Linked DNA regions of Sus scrofa: region 1 is linked to region 2. A link is a contact called in public targeted proximity ligation data. All regions are on one chromosome and are shown on one strand. The core of a region is the stretch at or near the end of the contact, and the rest is flanking DNA. Distances in the headings are between cores, read along the strand shown.

The links.
Region 1: a targeted proximity ligation map of alveolar macrophages shows a contact between it and region 2, with 9 times the contacts expected there. A contact is called at or near these places in 6 of 47 Hi-C or Micro-C datasets (adipocytes, embryonic fibroblasts, heart right ventricle and 2 more) and 1 of 2 datasets of targeted methods (alveolar macrophages).

What each region holds. Positions count from the first base shown.
Region 1 is chr5:93,580,219-93,584,123 of Sscrofa11.1, forward strand. No RefSeq gene overlaps it. Among named protein-coding and RNA genes, the nearest start is that of DUSP6, 280 kb to the left of the region's middle.
Region 2 is chr5:93,382,530-93,386,300 of Sscrofa11.1, forward strand. LOC110260804 (a long non-coding RNA gene) reads right to left here. Exons shown (of 3, transcript XR_002344275.1): 1 at 621-3,771; 2 at 1-19. Among named protein-coding and RNA genes, the nearest start is that of DUSP6, 81 kb to the left of the region's middle.

The DNA.
Region 1 (3,905 bases), core at 318-2,817, 200 kb after region 2:
TACCTGGGAGTGGGAAGAAGGGAGTGGGGAGGGGCAAGATGGGGGTAAGGGATGGAGAGGCACAAACTGCTATGCATAAAATAAATAAACAATAAGAACATATTACAGCACAGAGAATATAGCCAATACTTTACCATTATAAATGGAATATAACCTTTAAAATTGTGAATGCTGTAAATGTGAAATTTATGTAATATTGTACACCAACTATATCTCAATTTAAAAAAACAACTGTTAACTGGTAGAGATAGCTTTCAAACCCAGATAGTCTGATATCAGACCTATGTAGTTAACCACTATTCTGTGCAGTCTCCTAAGGCCTGATACTTAAACATTTCTGAATCATTTACATCTATGTTCATTTATTGGATATGACAGCATCTTTTAGCTCTTAATTCTGTGTCAAACTACACAGCAGTTTTATTTATGTCTCTGTGTGTATGTGTGCATGTGTATGTAAGTTAAAGAAAATTAAAATTATTTTCAAACAGAATTTTGTAATCTCTTTAGAGAAAGTTGTGAACAACATTCAGTGTCATAAGAATATGTTTAGGAATCACCTGTGCAATATTTGTATCCACATTTCTGTTAATATTAACTTGAAAGGAGAAACTGCTGGATACTCTGCCCTTTAAAATAATGCTTTAATCTAGGAGTTCCCATTGTGGGGCAGCGGAAACAAATCTGGCTAGGAACCGTGATGTTGAGGGTTCGATCCCTGGCCTCGCTCAGCGGGTTAAGGATCCGGCATTTCCGTGAGCTGTGGTGTAGGTCACAGACACAGCTTGGATCTAGATTTGATGTTGCTGTGGCTGCAGTGAAGGCCAGCAGCTCTGATTGGACACCTAGCCTGGGAACCTCCATAGGCTGTGGGTGTGGCCCTAAAAAGTAAAACAATAAAAAATAAATAAAATAAAATAATTCTTTAATCTTTTCCTTCCAAAGTTTTCTATATCTTTTCCCCAGTGCCTCAATGCTAAACCTGAGTGTGTGAGCTTGAAATACATCTAAATATTTAGTGGTGTCATACTATTTTTTCAGTCATTCAAGTTTGTCCTAATGGAATATTGTTGGGACAATGATCAAAACGATTTGGGGCTTCAGCACAATAATGCTATTTAGTCCAACTTGAAGTCTGTATTTAGGTTCCAATTTCTGCTTAATTTTTGCCTACTTCTTGGTAGGAACAATCATACATATCTATTTGATATGATTTAACTTAAAGCATAACCAAACCTTCACCAAAGAGAGTTTTACCAATATAGTCATAAAATATTATCATAATAATATCATAATAGTCTGATACTTTTCATAATATCATCAGTGATTATTTATTAGATTTCCATTTGACATATGACGTTGAATTAAATTACTACCATCATTTACGGTTTGGGGGTGATGACAATTATGGTGACATGCTTCAATCCAGCCTTTTAAACTGCAAATCTGTAGAGGTATTTTATTTTAGGGGCCAGAAATAATTTAGCATTCTATTAAGATTTACATTACTGAAAACTGAGTCTGACACCTAAATGCTGCATGATTGATGGTGTTTCTGTACCCTCTAGTGGTCTGATGCAGAACTGAAATAACCAAGAGAAAAATAGCCTGGGAATTCTGGGGTGTGGGTGGCAGCACCTGCTTGGCCTTGAATTATAAAAGGCAAAGATAAGAAGAGATTTCAGGCCAGGCTTCTAGAATTGGCCAATGTGAATGTGAATTTTCATCGCTAAGCTTATTTTACAGGCATGAAAGAAGGAATGGTGGTAGATTTTAAAAAAATTCCTCCTTTAAATGTCTTACTTTTTTCGAAATGTTGGAGTTTGTCGTATATTAAACAAATGTTTTCTATCTATGAAGGTTTCTCCTCAGTGACATTCTTGATGTTTTGGGATCTATAATGCTTTGTTGCAGGGGCACCCCCTCTGCACTGTAAGATGTTTAGTAGCATCCCTGCTTCTTACTTACTAGATACTAGGAGCATCCTCAGCTGTAATAACCAGAATCACCTCCAACGTTGCCAAATGTCCCTTGGGGGAAAATTCCCAACCGAGAATCATCTTAACGATTTCTGTTAGGTAAGGCAGAAAGAGTCTGCCAATCGAAACGAATAGGTCAGTGAACATTTAGCATGAGTCAAGCCATGTACCTGTATTATTTAATTTTTTTTTTTTTTTTTTTTGTCTTTTGTCCTTTTAGGACTGCACTGGTGGCATGGGGAAGTTCCCAGGCTAGGGGTCCAATAAGAGCTGTAGCTACTGGCCTACATCAGAGCCAGAGCAACACCAGATCTGAGCCGCATCTACGACCTACACCACAGCTCACGGCAATGCTGGATCCTTAACCCGCTGAGCAAGGCCAGGGATCAAACTTGCAACCTCATGGTTCCTAGTCTGATTCGTTTCCGCTGCACCACGACGAGAATGCCTGTATTATTTAATTTAATCTTTATTAGAATCCTCAGGGGTCAGTCCTATTATTGTCCATTTTACAGATAAGGAGAGTTGAGTAAATTTCATGGCATCACGTAGGTAAGTAGTAGAGTCAACGTTAAACTCTAGATTGGCTCTGGGCTTTGCATTTGAAAAGATTCTACTACAAGAGTATAGCTTCTAATAAGCTCCTAAGTGAGTAAAAAACAGAATTATTGATTTACAAATAATAATAATCCACAATTGCCAGTTTATGATAATTTTCTGAATCAACAAAACAGAAGGACCAGAGAGTATTCTGACATTGTGAAGGCTTGTTTTTTTCCACTCATTTATCAAGTACCCACTCTCCATACAGATATAAAAATGAATAAAATAAAGCCCCACCCTCTGAAGCTTACTTAGATTGCTGTGAGCCAAAAGCAAATGAGCAAAGACATGTCTAATCTTTCATTTAGTAACATGCTATGGAGAAAATAAAATAAATTAGCCCTCTCTATCCCATAGATAGGGTAGAGTGCTTCTATTTTGTACAAAGTAGTGGGGAAGTAAGTATTCCTAGTAGTGAGAACAGCAAATGCAAAGGCCCTGAGGTAGAAGAAGATTTGAAGTGGGAGCAGCTTGCAAGCATGGTAAGGGAAAAGCAAGACGCCCGTGGAGTGGGAGCAGAGTGAGTGAGGAGGAGGGTAAGAGATGAGACAGAGGGGAATGGTGGGAGGGAAGGGAGGACCAAAGATCGCCTGAGGCCCCAGGAAAAGGACTGCTCCACTTTCACTCTTTACTGAGATAAGTATTTATTGAGAAGTGCCATGATCTGGCTAATTTTTCAAAAAACTATGTCCATTTTCTTTCTCTGATTTGGGAAGTAATTTATCATAATGGTTAAGACTACAAGTTCCGGAATCAGACTGACCTCATTTTTAAAGGAAGTCTTTAAGAACTCACTCCTTGTGGGCTTTGGGGCAAGTCATTTAACTTATCTGATCTTCTGAGTTCTTATCTGCAGAAAAGATGTGGTAATATCCTAGTTAATTGAATTTAAGTGCCATTAGACAAAAGATGCACCATGGTTTTCTGTATCAGTAAGAAAATTACAAAACAACACTGCTAATCATATGTGAGTCAGTCAAACCAGGCTCTCCAAGTGTGAAAATGTCCCTAAGCTATTCTTGGGGATTTGGTCATTTGTCCTGGCTTCGTTTGCATTGCTTGGCATGCAATAGGCAATTATTTTGCATAAATCTCAGTAATGAAAGGAAGCACAGTTTCATCTATTTTTTGGTAACTTCATTTCTTAGGGTTCCACAAAGCATTTGGGTGTTGCTTTGTAAGAAAATATGGAATCGGTTTCTTTCTTTCCTATGATGAATACTTGCTTAACTATTACCAAATTTAACCCACTTTCTTGCTGAGTTTTTGTGTGGCTCTGCTTGTGAAATAATCTTTAGTTGAAATACCAGATCATGGTGCAAA
Region 2 (3,771 bases), core at 1,187-3,686:
TTCATATAACTTCTTGGAGCTAGAGAAGAAAGGAAAAGCAAAGCAAAACATGCAATTTCATTACGCTCCCTAATGGACATAATTGGTAACATGTGTACCTAATTCTGATTACTCATTCTTCTATTCACTTGTCGCTGGTTAATTGAGAGTGGCAGTCCCAATTAAACAACCCCTAGTAGCATGTAATGGCTAATTGTGAGCAGGTTAGAAGCCTCCTTTGTCTTTGAAAAGGTCTCTTAACTCTCCAGGGCATGTCTGCTTTGGATTGAAGTCATACTTTGGTATCGGATGATTTAAAATCAAGAAACTCCTTTAATATTAAGGTTCAAATAAATGAATTTACACCCCATGACATATGTTTAGCAGGTGACGGAGCCCATGTGCTATTTATTCCACTTCGCAGAGAATTACAATGTGGAAGGGATTTAAGTTAGGCCCTAACCAGCCTTGCTGCTAGGGCCAAAAAGTAATGTGGTTAATGTAGCAGGCCTGAGCAAGAAGTGGGTTCATTTGGGTCACTGCAATGACTTCTGATTGAATTCAGGTAATTTCTTCTAAAAAGAGGCCATGGGTCTCTTCTGCTTACTTCTACCTCCAAAACCTCACAACCACTCACTCACTGATTTATGCAGTGACTGTTACCACGTTGCTGGACTAAACAATATTTCTCCAAATGCTTCGGCTCACGGGGTCTATGCAAACGATTATGCAAGTCTGTCGTGGATGAGGATCCGTGTTATTTGCTGCAGAAATCGCTGTGCTATCCCCACGATGGTTTCTAAACAATGTGCAGGAATGCAGATTCACTGAAAGGTGGAATGTGGTGGCTGTGGCTTTATCAACACTTTATCAATGCGCATTAATGGCAGTGCGAATCATGTGGGTGACAGCCACGGTCCTTGCGTGAGCCTGTGTGCACCAAGGAGCACGTTTCAAACAAGATGCTGTTTCCCTTTCCGTTATCTCCGGATCCCATTTAAAATCCATGGAAGTCATCGTTTCACTTTGAAATCATCGGTGGACGCGGATGGACCTGGAGGGTCGGGAAAATCGGCACAGCCCATTTCAGGATGTGCATCTCTGAATTTCTTTTCCGTCCTTCTCAAGCATCCTTTCTTTGGACTCACTGTGAGGACAGCGTGCAGGGAGGCGAGTCACCGCGGTCTGCTTCTCAACCATTCACCCCGCCTTGGTCACATCTCTCCCATTTTTGATTCAGCTTCCTACTCTGTCTCTTTGGCTTTTCTCAGACTCATTTGCGATACACAGAGGCAGAGTATGAATGACACATTTCCTCAAGGGGTCAGGGGAAGTAGAATTAAGAATCATGTGATAGTTTTCTGCTTTAGTTCTTATTCTGTTGTTATTTTTTCAGGCCCACAGACAAAAGGAAACATAAGATCAGTCTATTAGCTGAGTTATGGGTTCTATTGGGAATAATAGGGATGCCAAAATATCACTGGTTTTAGTAATATATATATATATCACGTCTAACTTCAAAACTTCACTGTGTGTGTGTGTCTATTTGATATAAAAACTATAGCCACAGAGGTCAAAAGTATGGCTTGTCAGTCATCTGGGACCCAGGTTGCTTCCAACTATCCACCTCACCACACATGGTGAACTGAGTATGTGACTCTCGTCCTCGTGGATGAAGCACCGACCTTACGTTCAAGTCCATGAAACAGGACAAAAAACTATGAAGGGGGAGGCTTCCTACTTTTAAGGACACACCTCAGAAGTTACATACATCATGTCTGCTTACTTCCCATGGTCAGAACTTTATCACATAGTCGCACTTAGTTGTAGGGGAAGCTGAGAAATGTTTGAGCAGTCGTGGACCCAGATACCATTGTGGATGTCTAATAATGAGGAAGAAGTGGAAAATAAATGTAGAGGCACCCGACACGCTCTACCATGATCTGTCCAGGTGGAAACGTAAACAGCTCTGTGGATCTCTGTTTCGCAGGTAGAGGACACTCACCCCGCTCTCAAAGGAGTCAACTCAAAATCCTGTCCCGTTATTGCAGTAAGCTCATGGTTCAGGATCTCTGGGTGATGCTTGATCCCTTCTATGGTCAGAAGAAAGTTTCTTTTAGGTCCATACGTTCCCTGTCCCATCTCATCAGCAGAAGGAACATCATAATTACAGTAAAAACTCCTCTTTGAAAAGGAGAGAAGGCACACACTTCTCAGTCATTAGGCTGTAGCAGTTGCCAAATCCTGCTGGACCAGAGTGAAGAAGCACTGAGAAGGAGTAAGTCTCCTGCTGAGGGCCTCCGGTGCCTCTTGGTTCTGACTTTCTGGGAGGAGACCTCTTTTGCCATTATCCTCCCAGACCACATCTGAGGCCAGCTCTGGATACTGTGGCCTCTGTCTCAGACTCCTTCCTGCTGGTGGAGGGTTTGGGTTCCAGAGGTTGCTTTAGGGCTTGAATGATCACAAGGTTTGTCAGGCCAGGCTTGTGGTTTCTTTGGCAATACAATTTCCTTGCCAAACGAGTGACTGTCTGGTCTATTTGTTTCTGCTTAGTACCCCATTGAGTAAGCAGAGCTGAAGAATTCATGTGCTCATGGTTTGAAAAACTAAATCCTGTCTTCTACTTACGGACCCCTGTGTGCTGCTTACCGCTCTGCCTGCCTGTATGAGTTTGCCGGGGCTGCCGCAGGAAGCATCACAGAGAGGGTGGCTTAAACAACGGAAGTTTATTTCCTCACCATTCTGGAGGCGGGGAGTCCACGACCAAGGTGTCAGCAGGTTGATTTCCTCTGGGGCCTCTCTCCTCGTCTTCTAGCCCAAGGTCTCTTTCCTGTGTCTTGACGTGGTCTTCCGCATGTGTGCGCACAGCCTAATCTTCTTCTAAGGACACTAGCATTACTGAAGTGGCACCCATCCCAAAGACTTTATTTTAACCTAATTAGTTCCTAAAATTTAGTCCTATCTCTGAATTTAGTCACATTCTGACATACTGGGGAATAGAACTTCGACATGTAAATTTGGGGGAGCACGGTTCAGCCTATGACCCTCCCCGCAGGGTCATCTAGAAAATGAGGCTTGATAGGAAGGCAAGGCCTTGGATCTGATCTTTGCTGCCAGGCTGGTTTCCACTGTCAGAAAACTCTCACATGACGGAGGCTGAAAACAAACTTACTTCCTGCGATGTCTAAAATTCCTTTTTAAAAAGGATTTGGTTAAGATACAGAAACAATTCACTTTTTAATTCTTAAACGACCCCAGATTTAACTATATTTACTCCCATTTCTGCAACTGGCTAGTTTGAGTTGGAGCTAATTTTGCTCAAACTTCTTTACTAAAAGGAGCAAGGACAATATCTTGAATTTTCAGCCATGTGGCCAAGGGCTACACTTTGGGTGAGCTGGGCATCCTAAGAGGCAATTTTATTAAATATTGAGCCATATAGTAATTTTGGACCCTAGCTGGATGACTGCTTGGTATTACAGTTTTAAGCCAGTGCTAAACATTGTATCTGTTTGGCTGTGACTAAGAGCAAGTCAAAATCATAGCGGTTTCAGTAAGACAGACGTTTTCTTCATCCATTTCTCTCTTTAAAGTCAAGATGTAGTCAGTTCAGAGTTGAAATGGCAGGGCCACACTACAGATATGTGGGACCCAGGCTGCTGCCAGCTTTCTGCTTCATCATCTCTTGGGTGTGGTTCTTACGACTTGGTCTCACTGGTGTGTCTGCGGTGGCCATGCATATTCTAAGCAGCAGGTTGGTTAAAGAATAAGAAGGAACAGACTTTTAAAGAC